3 separate regions of the Mus musculus genome follow, and regions 1 and 2 are each linked to region 3. A link is a contact called in public Hi-C data. All regions are on one chromosome and are shown on one strand. The core of a region is the stretch at or near the end of the contact, and the rest is flanking DNA. Distances in the headings are between cores, read along the strand shown. Region 1 overlaps Frmd6 (FERM domain containing 6). Region 2 overlaps Gm32664 (a long non-coding RNA gene). Region 3 overlaps Gm40436 (a long non-coding RNA gene).

Region 1 (4,447 bases), core at 1,080-3,579, 280 kb before region 3:
TGTTTGGGATGTGTTTCAGGATGTAGTCCTTCCCCCGCTTGGAAACAACCTGTGGGGACACCGTGCCCCAACCGACAAGAGGATGAGAAGCTAATTCAGGCCACATGAAGCTGGATACTTCTCACTAGAAAATTCTAATTTTTATCCCATTTTCGCTGTCTTCTTAGGCTACCGGGAGGAACCAGTTAAGGTTGTAAGATATAACGCCCACTTGGTAGAACAAACAATCGTAATTGGGGAAAACAGATTCTTTTGGTTTAAAGAGTCACCGACGTGAGCAGAAGTCCCACGCAAACTGAAGTAATTTCACATACTTCACGGATTACGCTCTTAAACGATGGTACTGTGGGAAGAAATGATGTCAGGGAACAGCTGCAGGACTGAAGTCCCACTAACTCCCACAATCCCCCACACAGAACGTGAGACTAGAAACGTTCATCTGGGGAAGGTAAAGGACCAGGCGGGACTCTTTGGAACACTGGTTTTCACAGGAAAGGCCAGGAACTCTACTTGAAAACACAGGAGGAAACGGTTTCGATTCAACACGCCCTCCCTGTGATTTGCTGGGGCTTAGAATTGGATGGGGTCCACTGAGCTTTCTTTCTTCCTTTCTTTCTTTCTTTCTTTCTTTCTTTCTTTCTTTCTTTCTTTCTTTCTTTCTTTCTTTCTTTCTTTCTTTCTTTTTTAAGATTTATTTATTTATTATATGTAAGTACACTGTAGCTGTCTTCAGACGCACCAGAAGAGGGAGTCAGATCTCGTTAGGGATGGTTGTGAGCCACTATGTGGTTGCTGGGATTTGAACTCAGGACCTCCGGAAGAGCAGCAGGGTGCTCTTACCTGCTGAGCCATCTCACCAGCCCCCCACTGAGTTTTCAAATGTGAGTTACACCCTGCACCCGGTGGCTGCATACTGAGGGTGTTGGGAATGGCCATGCGGATTTCAGAAGGGTCTGAAAACACAAAAAGCCAGTGGCAACACGAGCAGAAGCAAGGGCTTCGGATGGTGGCAGTGGGGGACACTGGCGAGTTTTCAGCTCTAACGTGACTTCAGCATCTGTTGTTTGGTGCTTACTTTTCATACTTCACAAAGGATTCTACATGGAGGCCGGTGGTGGCCCACACCTTTAATCCCAGCACTCAGGAGGCAGAGGCAGGAGCATTTCTGTGAGTGCTAAGCCACCCTGGTCTGCATAGGCAGTTTCAGGGAAGCTGGGGCTGCAGAGAGAAACCCTGCTTGGGGCTGCGGTGGGTTCAGAAGTTTAAGGCACCCCAGCAGCTGTGTGGACACATCTGTAGAGTCACCAGCTGGATGGTGCCAGAGCATCCAGTCTAAGAAATCAACCAGATCCTGGAGTTGCACACTTGGGAGCCAGGACTTCACACCACAGGTGACTGGGGAGTTCCTGCAGGTACTGTGTAAAGTAAGAGGCTCGCTCCTCTCAGAGCAAGCTGGGGGACACCGAAGCAGGAATAGCTCTGCAACACTGTGCTGAGCTCTGAGACCCAGGGAGGGAACGCCAAACGGAAGGATGCAGTAGACTTAGAAGGAAACCAATAGTGACAAAATAGGGACTAAGCAGGGTAACAGGAAATGGAGTGGGCACATCAGAGCATGTGGGTAGGAATGTGGCAGAGGCACAGTGCCAAGCCAAGTCCATGTGATGCCAGGTTCTGGCAACTGGGCCTATGGCAGCCTCCAGCCCTCTGACAACAGGGGAACAGAGGTAGGGCTGTTTCTGTGGAGGTGGGGGAGGGAGGAGTGTGATTGGGGGTGTTCCGAGTCTGTGGAACTAAGGAATGAGTAGCCACCTCACTGTACAGGGCAGGCATATTTAGGCATTACCTGCATATTCTGAAGGTAGGCATGAAAAACCGTGATTGGGATGAAATCTCCCTGGTGTAAGTGGCTAGGTGCCAAGGGCAGCAGAAAAATTCAGCAAAAGGAGAAGAGAGCGCCTACTGAATCAGGCAACATAAAGGGCATGAATGACCCGAGAGATGGCATGTGCTTGCCTGAAGGGGAGCAGGTGGGGGAAGAGGACCGAGGAACGCACACGGATGGGAAGGAAGCTGCCAGAAAGTCAAGCACACTTGGCCTATCTTTTGGGAAGCCAGCCAGGCGGTTCTGCTTTGTGGACGCAGGTGACCCATTGTTCCGGTGAACATCAACAGTAGGGGAGAGAGCCTGAGCCAGAGCCGAGGCCACAGAAGAGAGGGACAGAGCGGCCTGCAGGAGGACTGGCAACCCCAACAGGCTACGGAGCATGTGTGTGAGCCTACTCCTGCCAGAATGACCTACATCTATCTATCTTCTCCTGACAGAAGGGGACGGCTCCTCGCCTGGCAGGGAAGGACACAGAGGTCAGAGCCAAATGTTGATTCAGAGTTGTTTTCTCAGCCCATTAAAACTGTGAATGATCTCATCGCTTGAGAAGTAATCATTTTCCCTCAAAGGGGAAAAATACAATTCACCGGGAGGATGGAGAGTGTCGCCGCTAGCCAGGCGTGGGCTTGCACACCTTCAGTCCCTGCACCTGGGAGGTGGAAGCAGGTGGATCTCTGTGAGTTCAAGGCCAGTCTGGTCTAGAAAGTGAGTTCCAGGACAGCAAGGGATGCACAGAGAAACCCTGCTTAAAAAACAAAACAAACCGCCACCCCCCCAAAACAAAAAACCCCAGAGTATCACTGCTATGCACATTCCAACACGGGGCTGGGTAAGCTGAAGTTCTTCTGCATTTAAGATGGCCAGAGAGCCTCCTCAGTCATGAGCAGACTAGGAAAGATTCCCAGCCTCCGATTGGTAGTTGGGCATCACAGCGATTTCCCTGGGCCCAGAACATGCAGGCTCATCTCTTGAAGAGGCTTGTGTCTGAACAGGCAGTATGGAGAATCCAGACAGTACCTACCCATGCCGGGAAGTAAGCCTCTGGCTCAAAGTAGTCTCCGTGGTGCAGTTTCCTTTTGAAGTTGCCGAGGTCAGCTTGCAGTGCAAAGGCTGCCAGCAGGAAGTAGGCCTCCTCTCTGAGCACACACTGGGAGTGCAGCACCTGTTTCCGTAGGTGCCAGTAATAATAGTATCTTGCAATTCGGTCACTAGAAAATACGGGAAAACAGCAGTCATGTTTTGGTGGAATGTTACAAGCACATGCCAACAGATCCCAAATTTCATATGCATCTGCTAGCAGAGGCCCTTTGCTTCGGCTCCCTTGGGTCCTCCTCACTGAGGTGGGGAAGACCCAAGCTGGAACCAGATCACCACCTCAGGAGGCTGCAGGGGCAGAAGGCTCAGCTGCCAAAAACAGACCCTAAAGCTCACAGCCTTTGGCTCATCCAAAGAAAAGGCAGCTCTGAGGGACTCCACTCCAGTAAGGTGCATATGTCACAGAACACAAGCTGGACGTGCCAGAAGCTGGGCGCTTGCAGTCTGCATAGCGACGTTGTGCTTCTCACTCCCTTAGTGGGAACAAACCGAGGGGCAAGCCTGGCCTCCCTGTTTGATGGTCCTTGATTGTTCCCCTCCTTAGCGCATCACAGATGCTCTACAGCACGTAAAACGCTTATAGGAGATCTGAGCACCAGTGGCTTGTTACTTTCCCCGCTGCCCCGAGGATGAAAGAACCAATGCTTTCCTTGAAGAACATGCCTTGTTCTACAGGAGGAGGAGGATGCTTTATGGAGTGTTTTCACGGGCACAAGCCTCGACAACCATGACACTCCCTCCACAAGGAAATGCTAATAGTGCACGCTCGAGTCCACCCAAGCCAGAAATAAATCCAGTCCACCGAATAGGTGAATGGGCAGTGCTGGCAGGGGTGCTAGCAGGGGTGGGTGGGTCACAGGACCTCTAGTCACATCAGAAGAAATGTTCATGAGCAGATTATAATTAAGGAAAACAACTGTGGCTGTGTGCGCCTTCAGGGAGGTCCCTGGCCTCTACCTGCGGTCACAGCTCACCAGCAGATGATAACAGAAACATATGTGCCTAAGACCAAGACCAGGGCTAAGGATGAAGAGCTTAAGGGGAAGGCATCTGTGGAATTCTTTTCCCGAGGATAGGGCACTACTCAGTGCTGTTGGATGGTGTATGTATGTATGTGTCTGTGTGTATGTGGGGCGGGGGCGGGGGCACAGAGATAAAGGGTTAACATTCATTAGCCCTATGGGGTTTACTCGTGGCTAAGTCATCTATTTTCCTTCTTTACAGGGCATTCCATCCCTACCATATAAAGTGGGTGTGCACTTCATGCAGGCGAAGGCTGACTAATGACCTTTCTAGGCCTTAGAAATATGCTCTATGTACTAATACTCCTTACTCTTACTTTGCACCTGCTGACGACAGAAAATAGCAAATGCTAGCTTTTCATGGAACATTAGCCCCGCGTATTTCTTCTTTCATATGAAGGTCTCTCAAAGTTTAAAAGGAAAAGGAAAACAAGCTCATGTT
Region 2 (4,591 bases), core at 1,670-4,169, 310 kb before region 3:
GGGCTGTCTCTAAGCTGAGCCTTTGACTGGGGTCCTGCCCAAGACGGAATTATGGTTTCCCTCAGGCCTGTAAACCTCAGAATGTGGGGTTCCGGGAACATTTGAAGACATACAATTGCATTTGGTCACATAAACACCTAGCCGGGATGAAAGAGAATTCTCACTGTCCGGTGCAGAACGAAGACCACCTGGAGCCGTCCGCCCTCCCCACCCACCCTCAGTGCTCAGCGTCTTCTGATCACTTCCGAGAGCTGCTTTCCTATTTCATCCGATCTGATGTGCTTCTGTCTTCCCCAGAGCAAAACCATCTTGTACTGCGCTTCAGCTCTCTGCTCAAGATAATCCTTGCTTGTTGTCCATCGGTGAGGAAAACTCAATGCACAGCACGACCACCCTGGGGCACCAGCAGCTTCCGAGGATGGAATTGGAGGAAAGTTAACACCGAGTAGGCAAAATCCATCCTAAGATCAGCCCCACTCAGAAAAACAAAACAAAACAAAACAAAAAATGTGTAATTTAGGATGAATACAAGTCTCTTCCTCTTCTTGTTCATCTACGGCTAAGTTTTCTACCATAGCCAAACGTTATTATAGTCACTTATCTAAATCCATATGTCTGCTGTTCTACATATCTGATCAGAAGCTGCATAGGGGTGCATGTACACCTGGTCCAGTAGGGTTTCCACGAGGGGTCAGACGGGTGCCTGTATCGCTGCTCTGGTCTGCACCCCTGGAAGACTATGGTTAGTACGTCTATTAGCAAGCTTTCTCAGAGCCTACACTGTGATGATGTAAGAGGAGACCAACCATCAGAAAATAGTAAATAAATGGGTTAGTGAGTCAGAATTGGAGGTTAGGACAGGTGCTATTGACAAGCCTCTACAGGGTAAAGACACAATAGAAGCCAGCTTTAGAACTGGAGGGCTGGCGAGAACTGTCAGAGTAGAGGCGGGAGCGCAGACCAGAATGGAGAGATGGATCATAGGAAGAGTGGAGAGGGGGAGACGTGTTTGTGATCTACCCTACTCACCTGGCTTCCTGGCACGTGGCTACAGAACTTCCACTTGTTGCTAACTTCAGCATTAATTGGGCACCTTTCCTATGCCAGGCCCTGCACTAATTAGGTCCTTGGGATGCCGTTGCAAACGAGGAGGGGAATGGTTTCTGAACCTACTCGAACAACTTAACTGCAATTTTTAAAGAACAAAGAAAGCTTTGTTAATCTTTAGCATCTAATACATTCATCACTTCACCTTCCCTGATGATCTCTGCCCCTCCTTTTTCACACCATCACTCCCTGGAGATGACTGGAATGAAAAAATGGCAATGACCTATAGGAGAGTCCCTACCAAATAGCCCCGCCCCTACTGGGGAGCTCCGCCCCCTACCTGGGAGCCACGCCCTCACCTTCCGTGGGCTCCTGTGGCACCAATACATCACAGACAGAGGTGGTCAGGTCCCCAGTTTAAAAGGCAGAGTTTCAACATTCATCCCAGGCTCCTGGGTGCAGACAGTTCCCTTTGCATCTGAACTTGGGGACAGAAGAAGAAGATAAAGAACTCAGAGATGGCTGCTTGGGGCTGTGGCTCGGGTGTGTATGTTTAGTACCAACAGGAGTCTGAGAGGAGTTGAAGGCTGGATGGGTTTCATGGTCCTTGGCAGCACTCCTCCAGGTTCTGATTGGCTCTTAGAAAAGCTCCCGATGTAGCTTCAGAGCCTCCTTTAGATTTCCTAGCCCTTGATCTAGGGTGGGCTGGTTCACAGATTTCTGGTGAGATATCCTTTCCCTCAACTCCAGGCACCGCACCCTCTGTGTCTACAGCCCCTCCCTCTGAATACAGTCTCAGCTTCCACTTTTTGTCCTTAGCCCCCAAGAGGCTTGAAGCTGAAACTGGAGGCAGAGCCGGCCCCAGTGCCAGGTGGAACAATTGACTTGGATCCTCTTAACAGGGGCGCTGGGTTACCAGACACCCATCTGTTGGCTGTTCTCAGTGAGGAAACTCAAACCAGATCGCTCTCAAGGGCATCAGCGCCACGCTCCCCTGCCTGCCCAGAAAAGGGAGCCGCCTTACCTTCTGGCACCTTCCTACTAACAACTCCCATGTGGCCCCTCCAGGCTTTTCATTAATATCCCAGCACCTCGCTGAATAGTCCGAGTTCACTGCCAGGAAGCGTCTTTGGGCCTCTGGAGGAGCTGCAGCCCACTGGGCTATGCATCCGTCCTATCTTTTCTACCCAAACACAGCAATACTTGCCGGACAGAAGCCATGTCACCACCCCATCAACGCCACCCTTTCCAGGAAAGCGAAGCCACTAAGAGCAGTTCAGTAGTTAGTGAGTGAAATAAATTTGATCTCTTTAAAAAAAGAAAAAAAAAAAAAAAAAAAAGAAACAACAACAACAAAAACATTGTATCCAAGCGGTACATTTGCATAAGTTAAGAGTCAAAGACACTACTAGGCACCATTTCCACACAGCAATGATTTCAACCCACAGTGTGGTTTCAGAGGAGGATTTATGTCCATACTTCTCAAAGGCATTCTGCTTTCTAAACGCTTCTTCCTTCACGTTAGGCCATTAGCAGCTTTCTAAAAGCAAAGGTGAGACTCTCCCAGGCACCTTTACACACACCCTCCCCCAGGCACTGGTTTCTGCTCCGGTAGGGAGCAGACAGTGCTACCTGACCAGGTGTCCTCAGTTTGCTGCTCTTTGGTTTGCTCAGTGTGAATTTGTATCACCAGCTCTTTCATTCTTCACAGAACTATAAACCTCCTGTATCGTTCTTTAAGAAACAACCACGTTTATGAGACTTTCTCGGTTTTTGAAAATTCCCTGATGATCTGCCTTGAACTGGTTTTCGGGCGTTCCCTGCATTTTTTTTTTTTCTTCCTTGTTTGGACATGCCTGTCTTCCCTCTGAGTCATTTCTTGCAAGCCTTCTCTTTCCATCTGGCCCATGAGCACCAGCTGGTTTTCCATGTCTGCAGGTCCTGGATGTCGGCACCCTCGCCTTTTCTTTCTCTTCCTGTTGTCCTCTTGACCTTTTGCTACTGCTTTCCGGGGAGGACTCCCGTTCTCTCTCAACTCTTCCCTGGAACATTCACTTAGCTCTGTACTGTAAAGCTCTCTCTTCTCTGTGTGACAACCTTCTCTAGTCTTCTGCGTGAAATACATTCTACCCCCAACAATATTGATGATAGAGTTTTCTCTAAAAGGCATTTACTCCCCGATTCATTTAGTTTAATTTTTAAAATTCACATCTATTTAATGGAGGTGTGCATGTGGTATGTGTGTGTATGTGAAGGTCAGAGGACAATGTGTGGGAGGATATCATGCGTTTTCTGGGGCTCAAACCTGGGTATCAGGCTTGGCTGCAAACACCCGTGCTTACTAAATCACCCATCCGGCCTATGATGTTTCTCTAAAATACTAATTTCCTGAGAAGAATATGTAGTTTAGAAGAAAACAGCAAAGGTCTTTTTCTGTCATTCGCTGGTCTCTTCAAATTTACTCAGACCCTTGCTCAATGTCCTTCACGCTCATTTGCAATGCACCTAACGGGTAAGCTCACACTGATAACCATGTCGTGTCTCTGCACCATGCTAGTGTAGAATATCTGTGTTAGCTCACTGTCTCAGAGGTGTCAGGGGTATCAACCGAACAGATCTCTTTACAGCAGCCAGGATGCACACAGAGAAGGCCTGTCTCCACTTTTTTCCTTTTCTTTTAAAGATTTATTTAAGAGGATGGCCTAGTCGGTCATCAGTGGGAGGAGAGGCCCTTGGTCCTGTGAAGGTTCTATGCCTCGGTATAGGGGAGTGCCAGGGCCAGGAAGTGGGAGTGGGTGGGTTGGTGAGCAGGGGGATGGGGGAGAGGATAGGGGGTTTTCGGAGGGGAAAATAGGAAAGGGGATAACATTTGAAATGTAAATAAGAAAATATGTAATAAAAAGTTTTTTTAAAAGGCTGAAGTAAAAAAATATTTATTTATTTTATGCATATGAGTACACTGTAGCTGTCTTCAGACATACCAGAAGAGGGCATTAGATCCCATTACAGATGGTTGAGAGCCACTATGCGGTTGCTGGGAATTGAGCTCAGGACATTCAGGAAGATCAGTCAGTGCTCTTAACCTCTGAGCCATCTTTCCAGCTCTCACTTTCTTCTTCTTAATCTCTTTGTGCCTCAGCCCATGGGATGGTACACCCCACATCCAGTCCAGTTCTTTGCCCACTAATTAATCTTCTCTGAAATGTTCTTACAGATATACTTGGGGTTGGGGGACACCTTATTATAATCTAGGCACTTTTTCAGGCTGACAATCAATATTTTCCATCATAGATAGCCTGGGAGCCAAAACCAGCTTGTTCTCTCTCTCTTTCTCTCTCTCTCTCTCTCTGTATGTGTATAACTATCTCTTTATTTGGAACAGATCCATACTCCTTTGCTTCTATGTTGTCTAGGCTGCATTCATGCTATACTTATAGAGGTATGTAGTTCTATTCATTTTTTGGCTTTTTATAAGAAACAAATTTCTACTTCTTTTGATTTTATATTTTCATCTCTTGGTCTTTATGCTTTATGGTCAGACTTT
Region 3 (4,539 bases), core at 849-3,348:
GTCAGACAGGCTGTATTTACCGTGCCTGAGGAGGAAGTAAGAGTACTCTTGAATAACTGAGCCAGGAGGGGAAGAATTCGTCTAAGTGCTTGTAAAGAATTACTATATAGTATGTTAACTGAACCACTGGTGTGTAATTCTAGGATGAAATAGATCAGAGAGGATTATAACATATGTGGATGACGGCAGAGAGGACATTTCAGTGCAAAACATGGACTTTAAAAATGGAGCTGAAGGGCCTGGAGATAAAACCTAGTGGCAGTGTATCTGTCTAGGATATCCAAGGCCCTAGCTTCAATCAACACTCATCATACACACACACCATGCACACACCACGCACACACACACACACACACACACACACACACACACACACACACAACACATACAGGCACACACACAAACACACACACACACACACACACACACACACACACACACCACATTCTGTTCATAAAGAAAACAGTTCAAATTTGGTCTCCTCTTAAGAACTTACATGAAAATTCTGGTGAATTAAAAACTTTAGGGGGGAAATTAATAGTGACATTTTAAGAAATACATACATACATACATACATACATACATACATACATACATACATACTGGATCATATCTTTAAAACTGTTAGAAAATCACTTTAGAGTAAGAAGTAAAAGCCAAAGCCACAAAGAAAATAGAGTTAATATCAGCTCCATTAAAATGTAGTGCTTCTTGGGACTGGAACAATCGATGATGGCTCAGCAGTTAAGAGAACTTGATCTTACAGCAAACCTGGGTTCCGTTCCCAGCGCTCACATGGTGGCTTACACCTTCTGTAACTCCAGTTCCAGGGTATTCCACGCCCTCTGCAGGTCTGCACAGGTACTGCATGCACATGGTGCACATACATACACTCTAACACCTAAAATAGGAGTCTCAGTAGAAGAAGATGCATCGAATCCTGCTACAGCTTGGCTTGCCAAGGCAGGTTGATATCCATGGGAGGCCTCCTCTTTTCTGAGGAGAAAGAGAGAGCGTTAGGGAGAGGGGAGGTAAGAGGGAAGGATTGGGAGGAGAAGAGGGAGGAGAAGCTGCCATCTGGATGTGAAGTAAATTAATTAGTTAATTAATAGAAAGAATAAATTAAAAAAAATAAAAATTAAGTGCCTATGAACTAAGTGGGGACACTTATAATCCTAAGACTGAAATAGCTAAGGCAGGAAGATGGCAAGACTGTGGCCAGCCTTAGCTAAACAGCAAGACCCTGCCTCAAAGGGAAAAAAAAGCATTAAAAATAAAAGCAAGACACTAAGGAAGAACTAGATTGTGATTGACACTGAAACCAGGGCAGCAATGTTCTCTGAAAAGGAAGACCCAGGGACTGGATACGTACATGACCAAGTATGTATTGATCAGTGATGTACTGATGAATCACTTCCCTCAGCTAGGCCTCTTGTCTCTCATTGCCCTTCCATATATTTTATTTATTATGTGTCTTTGACTTTGAAAATGTTTTCGCTTACCATGAACTCCCCCCAGATGAATTTCTTCTGGGGAATTCTAGGCCCCTACTAGCATTTGGGAGAGACATGGGAAAGGGTCCAGAATCCTTTCTGTTCTCTCTCCATGGGTGGGAGCAAAGCCTTTCTGTTCTCTCTCCATGGGTGGGAGCAAAGCCTTTCTGTTCTCTCTCCATGGGTAGGAGCAAAGATTGCCTGGCCAGAGCTTTAATGACCCTTCCTGCTCCTCTGTAAGATTTGGACATTTTTAGAAAACAAAAGTATAATATCTATACAACCTGCTGACACTGACAGATATCTATCCCTTTCACCTAAATAAATCCTAGCAGCCCATTTCACACCAGTGTTTTAAGTTAGCAGAACTTAACCCACACAGATATTTGCGAAGATTTTAGAAGCTGCCCTCCAAGGTCATACTGTGCCATCTTGGCTGAGTTTACCCACCCAGACCTCATTCTACTGCCTAGGGACTATGCTGGTGACTCTGACTCCATTTTGTCCCAGTCCTGTGGCTTTTTACTCTTGGTCCAGCTGTCCAGATGTGTGGCCTGAGGGAAGCAGAGATTTCAGTTCCATTTTCCACACTCTCTCCAACACCCTCCTCCCCACAGCCACGTCAAGCCCCAACGGGTGCCAAAAGGCATCAGACTAGCTCCCTCGTGCACCCTCCTCGTCCCAGATACGCAGGAAGAAAGCCAAGGGACGCAGTCGTATGCCTATACTGTGATTCACATTAGTTTAAGCTCGATGGCCGCGTGTCCCTCATTCACACCCTGTCAACCTTAGCATGTTGGATTCCCACCCGGGGGATGTTCCAAAGGACGGAAAAAGCTCTTTAGAGAATTGATGACTGTTTTGCTCTTGGCTGGAACTTGGGATAGAATGGGCATTCCAGAGAGCTGGTCCAAGACACCACCTGATCCCCGAGCCTTTCCCTCCCAGAGTTCAGAATGTTCCTCACGGAGGGACCTCACATTTCACACACTGAAGCTTGAGGACCTTGTTGCTACAACACAACCTCACAAACCATGGCAACTGGACCGGGCCAAACCCAAAGTTGGACTACATACATGGCATAAGAGTCAAGCTGCCTTAATCTTGCATCTTTGGCTCATTTTTCCTAGCCACATCCTAAAACCAAATGGATTGAATTACTAGATGAAAAAATAAATTCTGTCCGTGGGAACCGTTGCTATTGTCGCAGAAAACAAAAAAAGGAGGTGTTTTCCAACCATGCCTAAAAGGAGGTGAAATCACTGTTTATGGGGGGGAGCTTAAATTCTTACCACATGCGGGAAAATGGAGTTGGTTGTTTAATTAGACTGCCTAGTCAAAGCCCTCTGGTTATTTTAAATTGTGTTTTAAAATATCAACTCCAGGGAAACCTTTCTGAAGGGCAATTCAAAAATATGCACTAAAGGCTTTCAAGATGTATATAATTTTACCCTGCCATTCCAAGTCTGGGAATAATCATGATGGTGCCCAGTGATTTACCTGCGTGGGTACTGAATGCTGCGTTACTTTAACAGTGGCATAGAGGTGGGGTGCTCAGATGCCCAACATGGGAAATTGGTCAAATAAGTTACTGTGCAAAGGAAGCTCTTTAGAGCTTAGATAGCCCCCTGGATGTCTCAAAGGCCTCCCGATTAACTGACTCTGCATCCGTTACAATCACTTGTCTAACAGCACCATGAAGAGTACTCACCGTCCAGGTTCTGTGTGAATCACACACTCCCACTAGCTGTGCTTTGCAACCCACCAAGAATTGGTTGTGTTTGTTCCCAAACCTGTTTGTACTGCCTCAGTTTTTACTGTAATTATAGAGCTTAATTAAGCAACATGCACGCCAATGAAATATCACAAAGCTTTCAATTCCCCTATAAATAGATGACAATTTTTAGAAAGATTGGAGAAGTTGAAATGAAAAGAAAAAATTAAAATACAACTTGTTAAATTATATGATCGATAGTGGGCACTAGTGAAATATTATGCATCTCAGTATCACTAAAGCTATCATGGAAAACTCCATTCTCTTAAGCAATTTTCCAAAAGAGTCAAGGGAGAGACCTGAGGTCTGAGAGCCTGTTTAAGTCTTAAATGTCCAGAAAGGAGGTCCCAGGCCTTCTGAGATTATGCCTGAGGTCTTTTCAAGGTTGGGTAAGGGCACTGACTGATGCTATGAGTTCTTATATCCTAGTAGTTGTCTCTTCTCCTTTCAAAGGACAGACACATCATCCTGTAACCATATCTGGGGCCACAGTGTTGACCTGAGTTGAACTTAACTGAGTCAACACTCAGACCTCACTGAGGACATGATAGGACATGACAACTGAACTTGATATTTTTCTTGCAAGTTGCCTTTGGAAATCTTTCAGAGTGACCTCTTACAATGCTGACCATTGGACCTCCATCCAAGGCTCCTGGGTTAACTGTGGACTAGCTGTTCAGGACTCCGAGGCACCTCAGGAGGCTCTGGCCTACAGGAATGTCTGAAACCCACTCTTCAGCCATTTAGTAAGTGAGGTGAGCATTGCCTTCCCTCCTATGGTTAATAGTCCAGGTCCAACTTCACTGAGCTAAGCTCTGATGTTGAGTCTGGCTTTAATTGGCTTTGTAACAGTAACCATGTGACCTGACCACTCTGGACTTCTGTCTTTTTGTCTGCATCCTAAAGAAATGATACTCTCTCAAATTCTTTCCAGCACCAAATATTTCCATGTCTATGTTATGAGAAATGCTTTTTCACTATAACTGTGCCTAAGATCCTACCAGACTTAGTGTGGTTTTTAAATAACTGTGAGATGATTGTAAAGAGGTATGCAGTTCTGTATGTTGTACATGGTGTGTGTGTGTGTGAAAATAAAAATCATTAACTATATAAGGACACGATCCATTTCTATTCTAAGTACCTAAATAGCCAGTCTCTTCTAACCATCACAACAGCATAAATTGTTAGGGCAGCAAGAGACTCCCTCCAGCTTCCTACCAGGTTGTATGAGAGGAGGCGACCTCAGCCCTTTCCTACCCCGTACATTTGGAA

The links. Hi-C and Micro-C count contacts between places; a contact is called where the count stands out from the background.
Region 1: a contact with region 3 is called in a Hi-C map of muscle stem cells, with 2.1 times the contacts expected there. The contact joins two enhancer-like sites. A contact is called at or near these places in 1 of 15 datasets of contacts at CTCF or cohesin (the NIH/3T3 cell line) and 4 of 484 Hi-C or Micro-C datasets (adipose-derived mesenchymal stem cells, cerebellum, embryonic fibroblasts and 1 more).
Region 2: a contact with region 3 is called in a Hi-C map of uterus, with 4 times the contacts expected there. The contact joins two enhancer-like sites. A contact is called at or near these places in 1 of 39 promoter capture datasets (the 3T3-L1 cell line), 5 of 15 datasets of contacts at CTCF or cohesin (CD8 T cells, the NIH/3T3 cell line, embryonic stem cells and 2 more), 30 of 484 Hi-C or Micro-C datasets (the 3T3-L1 cell line, the AML12 cell line, the C10 cell line and 18 more), 5 of 115 datasets of contacts at active chromatin or transcription factors (the NIH/3T3 cell line, embryonic fibroblasts, embryonic stem cells and 2 more) and 1 of 9 other capture datasets (embryonic stem cells).

The regions. Positions count from the first base shown.
Region 1 is chr12:70,879,268-70,883,714 of GRCm38.p6, reverse strand. Frmd6 (FERM domain containing 6) reads right to left here. Exons shown (of 14, transcript NM_028127.3): 6 at 2,910-3,096; 7 at 1-49. Among named protein-coding and RNA genes, the nearest start is that of Gm32664, 22 kb to the left of the region's middle. Within about 2 kb of position 2,329, at least 67 of the 459 cell types and tissues checked have an H3K27ac peak or open chromatin away from gene starts, as enhancers often do. A contact at or near this core is called in muscle stem cells, where this site is marked.
Region 2 is chr12:70,905,414-70,910,004 of GRCm38.p6, reverse strand. It overlaps Gm32664 (a long non-coding RNA gene), which reads right to left. Exons shown (of 4, transcript XR_381658.4): 2 at 1,407-1,530; 3 at 1,030-1,186; 4 at 225-409. Gm46355 (a long non-coding RNA gene) reads left to right here. Exons shown (of 2, transcript XR_001780623.2): 2 at 1-552. Among named protein-coding and RNA genes, the nearest start is that of Gm10457, 4.2 kb to the left of the region's middle. Within about 2 kb of position 2,919, at least 31 of the 459 cell types and tissues checked have an H3K27ac peak or open chromatin away from gene starts, as enhancers often do. A contact at or near this core is called in muscle stem cells and uterus, where this site is marked.
Region 3 is chr12:70,596,235-70,600,773 of GRCm38.p6, reverse strand. The region is part of intron 1 of Gm40436 (a long non-coding RNA gene); the gene reads right to left. Among named protein-coding and RNA genes, the nearest start is that of Gm40436, 7.9 kb to the right of the region's middle. Within about 2 kb of position 2,098, at least 26 of the 459 cell types and tissues checked have an H3K27ac peak or open chromatin away from gene starts, as enhancers often do. A contact at or near this core is called in muscle stem cells and uterus, where this site is marked.